Regions from separate parts of the Ovis aries genome. Here region 1 is linked to region 2. A link is a contact called in public Hi-C data. All regions are on one chromosome and are shown on one strand. The core of a region is the stretch at or near the end of the contact, and the rest is flanking DNA. Distances in the headings are between cores, read along the strand shown.

The links. Hi-C and Micro-C count contacts between places; a contact is called where the count stands out from the background.
Region 1: a Hi-C map of liver shows a contact between it and region 2, with 5 times the contacts expected there. The contact joins the promoter of AMOTL2 here to the enhancer-like site in region 2. A contact is called at or near these places in 5 of 16 Hi-C or Micro-C datasets (liver, mixed tissues, omental adipose tissue and 1 more).

What each region holds. Positions count from the first base shown.
Region 1 is chr1:255,602,799-255,606,427 of ARS-UI_Ramb_v3.0, reverse strand. AMOTL2 (angiomotin like 2) reads right to left here and starts at 1,317. Exons shown (of 10, transcript XM_042236885.2): 1 at 1,209-1,317.
Region 2 is chr1:255,531,796-255,535,246 of ARS-UI_Ramb_v3.0, reverse strand. No RefSeq gene overlaps it. Among named protein-coding and RNA genes, the nearest start is that of CEP63, 36 kb to the right of the region's middle. Within about 2 kb of position 1,741, at least 27 of the 54 cell types and tissues checked have an H3K27ac peak or open chromatin away from gene starts, as enhancers often do. A contact at or near this core is called in liver and tail adipose tissue, where this site is marked.

The DNA of each region.
Region 1 (3,629 bases), core at 68-2,567, 72 kb before region 2:
TCTAGAGGACATCTCGGTGTTCAGACTTCCCGGACCACATCATCCCCCCTATCCCCCCGCCCCCGCCACACACACACATACACACAGGGGGCGCACACATACACACAGGGGGCACACACATATACGGGGCGCGCGCGCACACACACAGAAGATGCAAGACTCTAGAGTTACCCGAGGCAAAACAAACAGGAATCAATTCGCCCTAGCGTTTCATCCACGGGGCATTTCCTAAGTTAAACACTGTCTGGGCTGACTCCAGCCGAGGACCGGGGAATGCAGTTTTCCGGACAGATTCCAGCCCTCCTCCTCCCCCAACAGTGTGCCTGGGAGCAGGGAGCACTTCCCGCGCCTTTCATTCCTTGTTTGTCTCAGTCAGATCTCTCAGATGGACACAGCTAAGCTGTTACTAAAATCCGCGCCCGCGACCCGGATCGTGCACCCCTGCTGCGCTAGCGCGCTGGGCTCTCTGAAACACCCGCTTCGAAGCAACCACACAACTCCGGCCTTTACCTTGGCTCACTGCGGCCCAAGGAACCAAAGCGAGGGTCTTTAAGTCAGATCGCACCCCAGCCAGGGATCCCGCCCTACCCGGACTCCTGGCTGACCACGAGCACCCTGCGGCTGCCGCAGCGCCTGGAGCGGACGACGGTAGCCGCGGTCCGGAGAGGTCTTTAAGCGTCGTGGATCCGCCTCCCCCCTCCCTCCCGAGCCCTCTTTGTTTTCCAAATGCCCCAGCGCTGACGTCACCGGGCTGGACGGCAGGCTGCATTCTTTCTAAGTGAGAGCCAGACCGTGGCTCCGGAGAGGATTTTCCAAGGAAGACAAAGAGGAATTCTTGGGCTAGTTAGGGAGGAAAGACACCTGTAACCCCCACCCCCGAACCAAATTAGCCCCCGGGCCCTGCAACTTGAGCTCCAAGCGGCGCCTCCTTCCCAGATCCGTGCTCCCAGACACCCACTCCTATCTGCCCACGGGCTGTCCCCTCCTTCAGCCCCAGCGGACCCCCGCCGCCTGCGAGAGCTCCCAGGGGACCTGCAAGGCGCCCCAGGACGGAGCTGCCCTCGCCGCGCCGGTTGCGGGCAAAGGCGCACCGCTCCTGGAGGACTCAGGGTCCGCTCGGCTTCTGCTCCCTCTCCCGGAAAAGGCTGGGCTGGAGCGCGTCTCTGCAGCCCCGTACACTCCCCAAAGCGCCAAGAGGCCTTTCTTACCGCTGCGGCCAGCGAGTGCTCCGAGCGGTCAAATCCGACGGCTCGGCCCGGCCCGGCTCAGCTCAGCTTGGCGGCGGAGGTGTGCTCTCGGCAGAGGCGCCGACGTTCTGGCGGCTTAGCCCCAGCGCGCAGCCCCAGGGTCGGCCCGCGCCGGAGGCGGCTGCTATGCCAGGAATGTGAGAGTTTCAGGTTCCCCCTCGGGATCAAAGCGAACCACAAATAACCTCGTAGCGCGCCGCCCTCCTCCTCTCTCCGCCTCCTCCAGCTCCCTCCTCCCCGCCCCCGCCTTCCTCCGGGAAGGCGGCGCTGTGGACCTGGCCGCCCCGGCCTCCTGGACTCTCTGCGCCCCTCCCCGGCCAGCGACCTCCGCTCTCCTTAGGAGCTGCTGGAATCCATCTAGGCCCCTTACCGCCCTCAGCCCCGTACCCGGCCTTCCTCTCACTCCTCCAGCTCCATCGGCTGGACGACACCGAGAATGTACGTGGCATGCCCTCGAGAGAGACCCTGGGTGTTGCTGCTGGACGTGGTTGGGGATGAGAGGGGCTTGGTGTGTGTGCGTTGTACAGTGAGAGAAGACTGGAAATATATCCATATCTGCCCGATCCAGACCGTGCCCCAAGCGAAGAGATGACTCTTGCTTCCAGCCGGGAGCCTCGCTGGTTGTCGCTGGCGGCAACCTTTGAATTGCACTTTTATTGTTTACAAACACCTTCACCAGCCCTTTCCGGATCTGTCTCCACAGGAAGTGTGAATCTGGGATGAAAAATCTTCCGGCTAATTTGACCCACTTTACCAGCTGAATCACCCGCCGCCAGGCGATCTGTCCAGCTCTTCCCAAAGAAGGCAGTAAGGGGCACCCCTTTACGGGTGCCAGCACCCGCTTACCGCCTGGTCATCCCGCCAACCTTCCAGTCATCTTGCCAGGGATTTTCTTTTTTTTTATCATCCCTGTCTTATAAATGAGGAAACCAAGGCTCGGAGAGATTAATTAGCTTGCCAAGAGTCACACAGAGAGTAAGTGATGAAGCCAGGTAACCTGTGGGCTGCTCTGCTTCTCATTCCCAAAACTTTTCCACGGCCACCAGAATCCAGGTTACTGCGGTGGACAGGGCAGACTCTGGGAGCTCTCCTCTCTCCATCTGCTCTTTCTCTTTTTTGGTTTCTTCGCTTCCCTCCACACCCCTGTCAGCCAGGGGCCCTCTCTTAGGTCCACTGTTGTGCTCCTGCTCTTCCTTCTCTGGATGGAATTCTGTCCTCTGACCCTTCCTCCCCAGCCTTTGGCACTAGGCTGGTTCATCTGCAGCGGTGGAAACCCCTTCTCCAGAAAGCCTGCTGTGCAAGACCCTCCCCACCTGCAGGCACTTCCCCAACTCTGTGTGCCATTCCTGGGCCCTGACCACACTGGGTCTCTCAACACCTCTATGTGTAAAGCCCAGGCCCCTGTCCACCCTGAGAATCAGGGCTGACTTTCACCCCCAGCCAGGTCTTCTCTGCCGCCCTTCACTGTGGAGGTTGCAATTGCCAGATCCGCTGGAGGGGATTGGGACAAGAAAACTTGATAAGTTCAAAGAGCTATTTACTAGCCAGGGACATTGTTAATTTTTAATAAAACTCTCCCCCAAAATGTGTGTGTGTTTGTGTGATTTACTTGGAAGCCAAATATTGTATCTCAAACACAAGAGTACCTTGTTTTAGTGTGCTATGTTTTATTGCACTTCATAGATTCTGCATTTTTCACAAATTGAAGGTTTGCGGTACCATTTTTTTCCAGCAGCATTGCTCACACTGTGTGTCTGTGGGTAATTCCAGCAATAGTTCAACTTTTATTATGTTTGTTATGGTGATGTGTGATTTTTGGTATTGCTCTTGCAAAAAGATTATGACTTGCTGAAGGCTCAGATGATGAGCAATAGAGTATTCTTTAATTAAGGTTTGTACATTGTTCAGTCCAGTTCAATTCAATTGCTCAGTCATGTCCGACTCTTTGCGACCTCATGGGCTGCAGCATGCCTGTCTTCCCTGTTTATCACCAACTCCTGGAGCTTGCTCAAACTCAAGTCCATCAAGTTGGTGATGCCATCCCACCATCTTTTCCTTTGTCGTCCCCTTCTCCTCCTGCCTTCACAGTCTTTCCCAGCATCAGGGTCTTTTCCAATGACTCCGTTCTTCACATCAGGTGGTCAAAGTATTGGAGTTTCAGCTTCAGCATCAGTCCTTCCAATGAATATTCAGGACTGATTTCCTTTAGGATGGACTGGTTGGATCTCTTTGCTGTCCAAGGGATTCTCAAGAGTCTTCTCCAACACCACAGTTCAAAAGCATCAACTCTTCGGTGCTCAGCTTTCTTTATAGTCCAACTCACACATCCATACGTGACTACTGGAAACACTATAGCTTTGACTAGACAGACCTTTGTTGGCA
Region 2 (3,451 bases), core at 492-2,991:
TGCTTATTCCAAAATTTCTTTTCTAGAGATGCTTCTATTATTGAATTTTTTCTAGTTATGGGTCACATTTTCCTGCATCTTGTATGTCTAGTACATTTTTAGGGGATGCTAGGTATTGTTATGGGCTTCCCTGGTGGCTGAGCTGGTAAAGAAACCATCTGTAATGTGGGAGACTTGGGTTCGATCCCTGGGTTGGGAAGATTCCCCTGGAGAAAGGAGTGGCTGCCCACTCCAGTACTGTTATAGGGCTTCCCAGGTGGCGCTAGTGGTAAAGAACCTGCCTGTCAATGCAAGAGTTACATGGGAGATGCAGGTTTGAGTCCTGGGTCGGGAAGATTCCCTAGAGGAGGGCATGGCAACCCACTCCAGTATTCTTGCCTGGAGAATCCCATGGACAGGGCAGCCTGGTGGGCTAAAATCCATAGCGTCGCATGGACATTACTGAAGCAACTTAGCACAACGCAGCATGTAGCCATTGTCATAGTTGCCTTTCTGAGTAGACATTTTTGTTTGTTTTTCTCTTTAAAGAATATTGCATTTTGTTTCAGTATGCACGTGGGGAATTTAGGATCAACTCAATTTTTTGAAGGTATGCTTTTAAATTTGTTGAGGCAGGTCTAGAGTAGTCTTTACTTTAGGTCTATTTTAGCTCTGCTACTAAGATATAACCCTTCTAGGGCCTCTAGAGTGCCCTGGGTGTCCAGTGAAATCAATTTCCCAGCTGGATCTATACTGTCTTGTATCTCTGTGTAAGCTCTGGGACTGTTCACCACAGATTCCCAATACTTCTTTGCATAGCCTCTTGGTGTTTTACCCGAAGTATTCATAGCTTGGTTTTCAGCAATAGACTCAAGGAGCCACCCTGTAAATCCAGGAGCTCCTTCTTCACATAGTTCTTTCCTCTCTCAGCCCCATAAATTCCAGTCATTTCTGCCTCTCTGAACTCTGATCTCTGTTTGCTTGACTTGGCAAAACTGTAAAGCTATTCTGTACCACCATCTGGAAAAGCGGCTCCTGGCAGAAAGCCAGGGCAATCATAAGGCTCACTGTGTTTCCTAGCCCTCCTTGACCATTGTCCTGCACTGCCCATTGTCTGGTATTTGGAAACAGCAGTTTCATATATTTTGTCCAATTTTACAGTTTTTTTTAATAGTGGGAGGTCAAGCCTGGTACCAGTTGCTCTGTCATGCCTAGAAAAGAAAGATGGAGTTTTTTTAAAAGATCACATCCACAGCAGTGGTGATTCTAAACATTTTTTTATAGAGTCACATACCAAAGGACTTTGGGAACTGGAAAGGACTTCGGAGAATCTGAGATATGGAGATTTGACAATCAGAGCAGAGGCCAGGATGCCAGGAGAAGGATCTCAGCAGAAAACCTGACAGTTTACGCTAGAACAATTATAATTCCTGGTGTGCAGGCTAAGGACATGATAGAAAAAAGATTTGAGTATTTTTTATCTGAATATTATTTGCTTCTTCTTGAAGCAGGGAACCCAATATGAGATGGACTGAAGCCTTTTCTTCTAAGAACTGGATCTCAACATTGGGTACATATTAGAATCATCAGGGGAGCATTTACAAATCCTGCTGCTCAGAAGCACTGAAAAAAAAACAATTCAGTCTCTAGGTGGGTCTAGTTATCTGCATTTTTAAAAGTGTGTTAGTTAATTCCAGTGTGTTGCCAAGGTTGAGGCAACTGCCCTGAGATGCTCCACAGCCTGCATTGGGGCTGTAGATCTTTCTCCTCAAGGAGCTGTGTCAAATGCTCTCTCTGTATCATTGTATCAGATGTGCATTTCGCCTACTTAACACCCCCTTCCTTTACTTTCCTGAACATCTTGTCCCTTCCCCTTCTGCTCTCTCCCTTCCTTCCTCTGCTCCAGGCCCAAACGAGTTCAGAGCTGGGCAGCTCCATTGGCGATTGTCCAAGGTCTTCTGCCCATACTCCCTGGCCACAATTCCCCTTTTGGAGTGATGAAAGAGCCCTGGAAGTCCCTTCCTATTTACCGAAGAAGTGTGGGCTTGTTTCCTGGGAACAGTGTCCACATACTTCTGTGATGAAAACAGCCCTGGGTCAGAGCTCCTGCTATTGTTGACTCCACAGTGACCTGGCTCATTTCTCCTCCATGCCCGTTTCTCCACCTGTAAAATTAGGGGCTCATGCTGCCTGTCTTCCATCTCTGACAGTGTGGACATGTGCAGGCAGCCTCTGTTCCATTGGGAAGGCTCCAGAATGTCTCCTGAGATGTGTGGTGTCTGGTGGGTGTGGTTCTGACCTCCCCTCCTGAACGTGCCCAGCTCTGAGAAACAGTTTGAAATGGAAATCTTTGGCAGCTGAGAAGCTGTCAGGTGGATTATTGGATGTGTGACAAATTAAGCAGTAGAACTGGATCAGAGCATGGTCTTTTCTGTTTTTGTTTTTTTTTTTTTTAACTGAGAAAAATGATTACTTTGAAAGGGTCATATTGGAGACAGACTAAATATTTATTTTTAAAGGAACCACGCAATACTGCCACATGGTTCAGGGAGAGAGAGACCTGCTCTCTCATGGCTGAGCGGGTGCAATGGAGATGCCTGGGGATTAGGTTGGCAAGGGTGGAGGGCCATATGGAGCATGCCATAAGAGGTCCTCAGAGGATGTCTGGGAGCTGGGAGAAGCCAGCCAGCCATACAGGGACTGGCACTCTCTGAGGAGATGCATGGAGCATCAGGGGAGGAGGGATTTCTGTTCCTGGGAGAGTTGGGTCTCCAGGCTGGCCTCGCAGTAAGGCTCTGGTGGGGCTCAGACCAGCCAGCAGCAGAGACACACCTTCACACGGATGTTAGGCAGAAGAAGCAGCAGTGCTGGGGCTGAGGACGAGTGGGAAGACTGGAAGCAAGTCTCCAGAGCGCCCCCAGGATCAGATTTCAGACAGCCTGGATTCCCTGACCTGGAGGCGAGGGCTGACGTAGAACAAGAAGTTGTCTTTCCTTTACAAGCCAGGGTGTGAGGGATGCTCCTCACAGCACTTATGCTAAATACCCAGAGATCCACTCAGAACAGGGCAAACAGCTGATTAGGAGAGCTGAGAGTGTAGGACCCAAGGCCTTTAGGCGAGTTTATAGACCTGCAGCTGTGGTTGTCATCACAAATGATCTCTCATGGGAATGTTTTCATGAACTGTGGCCCAATTCATGTGGACCTTTTTGTTGACTTCTGCTCGATTACCAGGGTACCACTGTCCAGGTCTGTTTCTCACATTTGCGGAGCCCAGGCCAAGAGTGTGAATGGAGGTTTACGTACTGAAACATTACAGATCCCACTGATGGCCAAATTTAATAGCAATGGGAATGATGTAATAAAATTGCAAAACGTTCCTTAGCTGCCACATATACGCAACTGCTGTGAATATGGCCCTAATTAATGGAGAACATCTAGAAGCAAACACTGGAATAGGAAGAGAGCAGGA